2 separate regions of the Mus musculus genome follow, and region 1 is linked to region 2. A link is a contact called in public Hi-C data. All regions are on one chromosome and are shown on one strand. The core of a region is the stretch at or near the end of the contact, and the rest is flanking DNA. Distances in the headings are between cores, read along the strand shown.

Evidence for each region. Hi-C and Micro-C count contacts between places; a contact is called where the count stands out from the background.
Region 1: a Hi-C map of B cells shows a contact between it and region 2, with 8 read pairs. The contact joins the promoter of Prpf18 here to the enhancer-like site in region 2. A contact is called at or near these places in 6 of 39 promoter capture datasets (the 3T3-L1 cell line, the SN4741 cell line, cranial neural crest and 2 more), 1 of 15 datasets of contacts at CTCF or cohesin (the NIH/3T3 cell line), 4 of 484 Hi-C or Micro-C datasets (B cells, adipose-derived mesenchymal stem cells, embryonic fibroblasts and 1 more), 1 of 115 datasets of contacts at active chromatin or transcription factors (craniofacial prominence) and 1 of 9 other capture datasets (liver).

The regions. Positions count from the first base shown.
Region 1 is chr2:4,650,515-4,654,612 of GRCm38.p6, reverse strand. It overlaps Prpf18 (pre-mRNA processing factor 18), which reads left to right and starts at 2,478. Exons shown (of 10, transcript NM_026045.4): 1 at 2,478-2,697. The coding sequence starts at 2,632.
Region 2 is chr2:3,797,975-3,802,198 of GRCm38.p6, reverse strand. No RefSeq gene overlaps it. Among named protein-coding and RNA genes, the nearest start is that of Gm36031, 7.8 kb to the left of the region's middle. Within about 2 kb of position 1,993, at least 59 of the 459 cell types and tissues checked have an H3K27ac peak or open chromatin away from gene starts, as enhancers often do. A contact at or near this core is called in B cells, liver and uterus, where this site is marked.

The sequences.
Region 1 (4,098 bases), core at 1,229-3,728, 850 kb before region 2:
TTAACAACTTCATTTTGGTCTATTTCCTTGTAGTAAGTTCTTTGTTTCTATGTTTTAATTATACAATAGATATTATTGCTGTATTTACTTACATTTAAAGATATTTATTTGTGTGTTTGTGAAAGGGCAAGTGTGTGCCATGGTGTGTGTGTGTGTGTGTGTGTGTGTGTGTGTGTGTGTGGTGGTCAGAGCATGGCTCTCTAGAGTAGGTTCTCCTCTGTCACGTTCTAGGGTTCAGAGCCTGGTCATTTGGCCCATGCACAAGCGCACCCACCTACTGAGCCCTTTGTTGGCCTTGCACGCTATACTTATGCATTCATTATTTTACTTTTAAAAGAAAGCCTATTATAAACATTGCTATTGTTGAGAATTTTTTTTCAAATGTAGTTTCGTGCTATTCAGTTGTATGTATGACCTATAATTTAGCTATTCCTCAATTTAGGACCTTTGATTTATAGCTAATATCTCACTCTTAAATAATATTTGTGATGAAATGGTGTACACATTTTCTGGATAGCAGGATTGATCTGTTTTAAACTCTGCTGGTCCTCTTCCCCACTGTGCCCCTCTTCTGTAGTTTAAATTGCTCATCCATTTGCTCCCTCGGGTATTCGTCTTTTTCGTTCTTTGATCTGAGACCCTCATCATGATTTAATGCGCTTTGCATAAACATAGAAGTCAAAGATGGGAATTGAAGAGGAGATAGCCTTTTCTGAGTTTACCCTGATAGTGTCCCATCTGGTTCTCTGTGAACTGTATAAGCTATGCCAACACTTCAGGTTTGGGGGTCATCATCTCTAGTTCCTAAATCAGAAGGATGTGGGTAAATGGTTTGACCCTGGTAACAACTATTCACATAAGAATGTCAGCATGCTTCATCCAAGGACAGAAGTTAGGCATCTTTTACTTTTTAAAAAAGTTACCACATTTAGTCATTTATTCTTCAGTTGCATGTGTGAACGTGTGTGCGTATACGTGTGTGTATGTGGTGGTGTGGTTGTGAACGTGCGTGTGTATACGTGTGTGTATGTGGTGGTGTGGTTGTGAACGTGCGTGTGTATACGTGTGTGTATGTGGTGGTGTGGTTGTGAACGTGCGTGTGTATACGTGTGTGTATGTGGTGGTGTGGTTGTGAACGTGCGTGTGTATACGTGTGTGTATGTGGTGGTGTGGTTGTGAACGTGCGTGTGTATACGTGTGTGTATGTGGTGGTGTGGTTGTGGTTAGAGGATGACTTTGAGAATCTACTTTTTCTTTCCACCATGTGGGTTCCCAGGGACTGCACTCAGGTCATCAGTCTTGGCAGCAACTATTTTTAGCTGTTCAGCCATCTTTTTGGTCCTCAGATATCTTTTAGATGAAATATCCTATTTCACACACAGACACACACACACAGTATAAAACTTTCTTTTCTTTTTTAAATTTGTTTATTTATTATATGTAAGTACACTGTAGTTGTCTTCAGACACCCCAGAAGAGGGCATCAGATCTCATTACAGATGGTTGTGAGCCACCATGTGGTTGCTGGGATTTGAACTCAGGACCTTTAGAAGAGCAGTCAGTGCTCTTAACCGCTGAGCCATCTCACCAGCCCCAGTATAAAACTTTCTAATGAGCAATCCTTTCAGTTTTTATTTTGATAAACCATCTTACCTACACTTGAGTTTGAATTGAATGTTATTTCACTACTTCTAGAATAGAAAAATGTAACATAAAATATTGTTGAATTATGACAACTAAAAACAAAGATGCTTTCATGGCATGGAACCAAGAATAGATATGTTATAAATGGTTCTAAGATTAAAAAAAACAAAACAAAACCAAAACTCTGCCAAGTATGGAGGTCCACTCTGCGGTTGGGGCAGGAGGATTACTTTGATAGCAAGAGTTTGAGACCTGCCCAGGCAACACAGTGAGTGCCTGAATCACAATAAAAATAAAAACAAATCAAAGTAGAATTTCAACATATTTTTTCTTGGGCTAGGTTATAAGAAAGAATGATTATATTCCCAATCATCATTGAAAATCTTCATTGCTGATTGCATAACCAGAAAACACAATAAATTTACAGGGTGTTGAATAGGCAATTAATAAACACTGCCATTTTAAAACTTGTATTATTTATGTATTTCTCATTCTCTAGTATGTTAGCACTCTTGGCAAATAAGTAAATTGAGGAACTATGAAGCAAACTTTAGGAGTATACAAGCTGGTTCAATCGGGCACAATAACCATTTAAAGAGACAAACAGTTGTTTTTTTTTTTTTTTTGAGACAACTCAGAAATCTGCCTGCCTCTGCCTCCCAAGTGCTGGGATTAAAGGCCTGTGCTACCTTTGCCCGGCCTTTTGTTCTTTTCTACCTGTTACTGAAATCACAAGTGTGTATCTGGAGGGTTCCGCTAGGGGGCAACAATACTCAGCGGTTTTGGCCGCGTTCGCGCCGAGGGGCGCTCCCTACCTTCCTTTCGTTCATCCTGATTTCCGCCGGAAGCGGCTCCGGCAGTTGTTGTTTTCCGATAATTGGGCTCTGGTTGCTTCGTGGTTTGTCCTCTTCCCCCTCCCCTGGCGGGTGAGGTTACCGCCGAGGAGCTGGGGAGTCAAAGTGAAGACACTTAGACCCTGGGAGCGAGATGGACATCCTGAAATCCGAGATTCTGCGGAAGCGGCAGCTGGTGGAGGACAGGAACCTGCTGGTGGTGAGTCCCGGAGCTGTGGTTCGGGCTTGAGGGTGGTGGACTGTGCTTGCGGTGTTGGCGGGAGGGTGATGGTCCTGAGAGGGTCTGGGGCGGGCACGGGGCTGACAGATCCGCCACTGTCCCGGGCAAGCTGCTGGCCCAGGGCTTAGCAAGGGGCAGAGTATGGATGTCAAGCCTAGTCTGGCTCACTTCGGCGGCGCTTGCTGTCCTAACCAGTATCCGCCGCAGGCAGAGTGATAAAACAGCATACTAGTCATTGTCAATTCCAAAGCATGTTGCAGAGTTAGTCGGCTTTATTCCTAAGCGATCTGGCACACGCCATAGAGTGCAGAGTTTGTTCCTCTTTGTGTGCGTGTGTGTAAAAATCTTGTTTATTAGTCAGTGACTTTTGACAAGTGCAAACACCTGTGTAACCCATTCTCCATGAGGAGATAAAATAGCAATGTCCACTTTCCAGTCCCTGCGTGGATTACCCACCGAAGCAACTTATTTATACCTCAGTTTTGCCTGCTCTAGAATGTCACATCAATAGGATGTACATTTTCATATGGAGCTTCGTTTGATTAGAATGTTCGGGGTATTACTTTGCTGTGTGTGTGTATGTATGTGTGTGTGTGTGTGTGTGTGTGTATGTATGTATGTATTAATTTTCTGAAATTGTATTCTGTTGTCTGAGTAGATCTGGTTACCCATTCTCCTAGGGATGAGTGTTTGAGCTGTTTCTCAGAATTGGTTGAGCAGATTCTGAGCCCTATCCCTTTGGAACCGCAGGGTTACAGAGTACATGCATGCCTAAGTCATTCAAAATGTTGCACATCTATGAGCTATGTCAGAGGCTGGCTAGTCTGCACTGTTGCCCGCGGTTTATGTTGCCTGTCTTTTTGGTGGAGAGGTTTCTGTATGGTTCTAAATCTCATCTTCTTGATAATTTAAGTAATTCATGTGTGACTTTTTTTTTTTTAGATACTTACATATTTTTTTGTGAAGTGTTAAAACTGCTTGCAAACTTAAATTAGGCTAGTTATTAGTTCTCCGGACTTTAAATTAGGTTAGTTATTCTCCATACTTTAAATTACGTTCGTTATTAATTCTCTGGACTCCTTTATGTATCCCACCATCTTCTTTGATAAGTATGTTTTCTGGATATCAATAATAGTGCCTTTTGAGGAATAAAAGCTCTGTGTGTGTGTGTGTGTGTGTTTATATTTATGGATTGGGGGAGAGCATGGCAGGGACCCTTGGGCTTGTCAATGACAAGACAATCAGTATAGATTAGAAACAACTACATAGGGTTTGCATGGGGATGGTGAGGAACCAGAGAGATGAACAGAGATGCTAGTTAAAGCTCTAGGAGACAAAGTTTGGGAAAGGTCACAATCCTCCAGATGGAATCTGAGGAAT
Region 2 (4,224 bases), core at 744-3,243:
AATAGAAACCCTGACTAAGACAGTGACCTAAAGTCAGTGAAAAAAACAATACTGTGCATAATTAGTACATGACTTCCTAGATCTGTTTCTATGCAGAAGGGTGATTGAGTGCATCTGACTTCTGTCTCTCTGATATCTTACCGTTCAAATACTTTTTCCTGTGCCCTCTCATTTATTCAGCAAGTCCTGACAGTTCAAAGTCTATGTGTGTTTCTAAGACTCTCCCCATGTGCCGAGGGGGTACACATGTCCATGAAGGATCTCTAACATTCATGATGGGGCATGGCAGTAGGGTTGGCTCCCAGGGAAGAGGGCATAAGCACTGTGTGCACGTTAGAAGTAGCAGTGTTAATGGGGTATTTGAGCGGGGTCATAGGCCCAGGAAGGAGTGGAAAGGCCAGAGTGCCAGCTGTGTAGAGAAGGCTACAGATGCAGACAGCTATATGGCAGTTGTGGCAGAGAGGCTCGGGGATGTCTTCTGCAGCTGGGTAGACCTGGATTTGAACTGTTTGACTAAGAGTGTTATGGTCTTCATATGAACAGTTCTCCCAGGAGTCCACATGTTCAAGATTTCTCCCTCAGCTGGCAGGGCTCCTTATGGAGACTGTGGAAACTATGGGAGACCAATTCAAGTTAGAGAAAGTGGGTCACGGAGGGCGTATCTCTGATGGTTCTAACTTGTCCCCAGTTCTTTGTCCCCTCTCTGCTTCCCATCCACCATGAGATAAGTAGTCTCTAGCACAGTGTGGTGGTTTGAATATGCTTGGCCCATGGGAAGTGGCACTTTTAGGAAGAAGTGTATTACTATGGGGATGGACTTTGGGGACTCCTCCTATGCTAAGGCTCTGCCCAATGCAGAAGACAGTCTCTCCTGACTGCTTTCAAATCAAGACTCTCAGCTCCGTCTCCAGCACCACATCTACTTGGATGCTGCCATGCTTCCTGCAATGATGATAATGGATTGAACCTCTGAAACTGTAAGCCAACCCCAATTAAATATTTGCTTTCATAAGACTTGCCTTGGCCATAGTGTCTTTTCATAGCAACAAGACCCAAACTAAGACACACAGGTTCCTGTTGGCATAATGTTCTACCCCACCAGCTGGGAATCGAATAGAGCTGGGAACCCTAATCTGAGACATCTGAAACTGAACCAAAGCCACGCTTTCTCCTTGAAGATGTCCCTTGACGTTATTGTTATAGCTCCACGATTATAACAGGCATAAGGCTCATGTCCTGGGAAGCTATAACAATTATCCAATAAAACACTTAGCACAATGTCTAACCTGTGGTAAAGGTTGTCTACTACCATTTCAGAAACCCAGAAGTAGCTTGGTAGAGCAGACCAGTTTGAATAGGACCAAAGTTTCCATGATAGGCAGACTGGCCTTCAACGTAGTGACAAATTTGAAGTGAGGCCATCATAAGCGGAGATCTGTGTTTCAGGAAATGACTCTCATACAGTAAAAGAAGAGAGACAGCGGATGGGGGCAATCAGTCTCCCGTGAATCACTGCAAGGTATGGGTGTGTGGGGTGCCCCTCCCCATGCACCATCTGTTTCCTCTGCAGACTGACACTCCCCTTCCTCCTAAAAGCTCACTCGCTGGATGAATGAATGAGTAAATGAATGAGTAAAACTCATTCTTCCAAACAGATGGAGGCCATTTTATAGCCTGCCAGGAAAACTGAAGGTCAGGAAGCTCAGACGCTGTCCCCTGCCTCATAGTAAACAGCAGCCCTGAGATTCATACAGTGGACTCTTCTGGAGGCAGAAACTGGATACCACACGGACAGGTTTAAACAACACTTACTATTCATTCAGTAAATACCTCAGCCAGACAAGAGCAGAAAACTAGGGGCCTGGGGTGGTGAGGAGACGAAGACCAGTAAGGAAAATAATAACACCACCAACAAACTAACACACGTGGATTATTATTCTAGCTAAAAAATATTTTAAAAGTTCCACTGGATCCCAGTAGGTGGCAGCATCCGGCATCATTTTAAGGCCATTGCAAACAGGTTCAACCACCTGCGCTGAGGGTCTGTATGGGCTAGGTCCTAGCTAGGAGTCGGTTTTATTACTTTATTTAAGCCTCATTCACAATCACTTATAACGATAGGTATGAGCGTCCTAGGCTAAAGGATCAAACTCAGAGCTGCTGAGTCCTGATGTCAAAAGCCGGCACAGGGAGGGAGACCTAACGCTGCGCTGCGCTGTGTCCCTGGGAGAGCTCGCTTCCTACAAGCTACTTACTCTCATTCACCCCCTGCGCTGACTCCTTCTGGACCAAGTTGCCTGCTGTGTGTGCCTTGCTTCCTGACCCTCCACCTTCAGTGTGACTGGCCCAGTCCTCTGCGCACTGCTGAAAAACAACATTCACTAGACTTCCGGTTGGGCTTCGGTTGAGCATCTATTGTTTAACAGGAAATGAAGGGATGGAGCTGGAACTCAGTCATGGAGTTCTCACCCAACATGTGAGAAGCACAAGTTCAAGTTCCAATATTGCCAAAAAGGAAACTATTTATTGAGCAACTACTCATGCCAGGACTTTCATGAAAAACACCAACTTCCAGCCCCGACAGAATTCACCCCTCAAACATTCTCCTCTTGTTCTAGGTTCCTCTGGCTTCCCAAATGACTTTGCAAGGCATGGCCTGGCTCTGACCTGGCCTTAAAGCTTTCCTTCCTGTGCCAACAGGACTGTCCTGATTGACTGCTCCCACAAAATGAGGAGGGGTCAGCATGTCTCTGCCTTGAACCATGGCTTCGGTGTGCTTTCTCTAAGTGAGGGCACAGTGGAGTGTTAGCCCACAAAATGGTGCTTGAAGTTCTTAAGGCCAATGTGGACAGACTTTCAGAAGAGGAATCTGGAGACAGACATCTGAGTTTAAGATCATACAAGTTACTGCTGGATCTGTAATCTGTTGGTGACATGGGCTCTGCAGTCCTTCATGGCATAGGATTCCGGTGACAGAGCCCTGCCTAGCTTGAACAGCATAGAAACAAAACATAGATAAATACGAGAATGGTAACTACTTATGCTTATTAACCACCTCACACATAACCCGGGGAGGCGAACACTGCTCCGTCTACCCCAGTGAAGTCTGCTTGGCAGGCCGAGAGGCCTGGGAGCACTCACGAGGCAGGGAGTTTCAAGGAAACTCAACCTCCTGGAACCTTGGCATTCTCATAACCCGTGTACTCATACCCTATCCCCGTGTTAGTCTGATGTATGGATCCATGTGCTCTCTTTCAGTATTATCTTATTATAAGTGCCTTTAAAGATTGAATTCTGACATAGGTAAGCCTCCACCAGTGTTCCAACGTCCTAGAAAATCCTTGAAGCCAACGAACTAACGAGCTTGGAATTCAGTAGGAATTCAGTGAAAAGGTTACCTATTCAGTAACATTCAAATTTACTTCTAGTAGAGATTTGAAAGTAGGCATTACAAAGAAGAAGCTAGAATAGCTCAGGGCTGGTCTGCAGAGTGATTACTTAGGACAGTAGCCAGTCTCACCCAAACAAGGGAATACACAATGACCTAGCTAATAGGTGGGTTTACCATGTAAGAGGTAGGGAATCCCACTGAGACTGGAATCTTCACTACAACCAGGTATAACAGGCTACATTTCATATTAGAAGAAAGTTGGTGAATTCTTCTGACAAATGGAGATTCCCTACAAATACTTAAAAGAACAGCCAAGTTACACTCATACAAGAATTTATCAAGGCCTAGGAAATAGGAGGTTTGTGGTATTGCATTAATCATGAGAAGGTCTGCTAGAGCAGAAACCCCTGGTGCTAGCTTTCACAAGGCTCAAAGGAGTAGCACAAAGTGTGACTAGGGTGTGAAATCCTTAGCTGTCATTAGCTGACCCTAGGCAGGGCTGTTTTATCTTTACTGTAAATATTACCTGGTTCCTGTAAGTCCTTTTGGAGTCATTCCAGGTAACTTCAATGTCAGGTAACTTCAATGTACTTTGCCAGCCGTGACATCCTACCCCTTTGTTTTCTGTATTATATAAGACTGGTGTTCACTTTGTGACAATACACTCAGATTCTACACACTCTCTTGTGTCGCTTCTGTTTGTCATTTGCTGACTCCTTGCTCACCTGCAACTAGAGACCTGTTCCACGCAGACAGGAGACCCAAATAAGGGGTTAGTCTGCGGCAGAATACAATCATTATGACCATTTTATAGATGAGGAAACTGAGGCCAG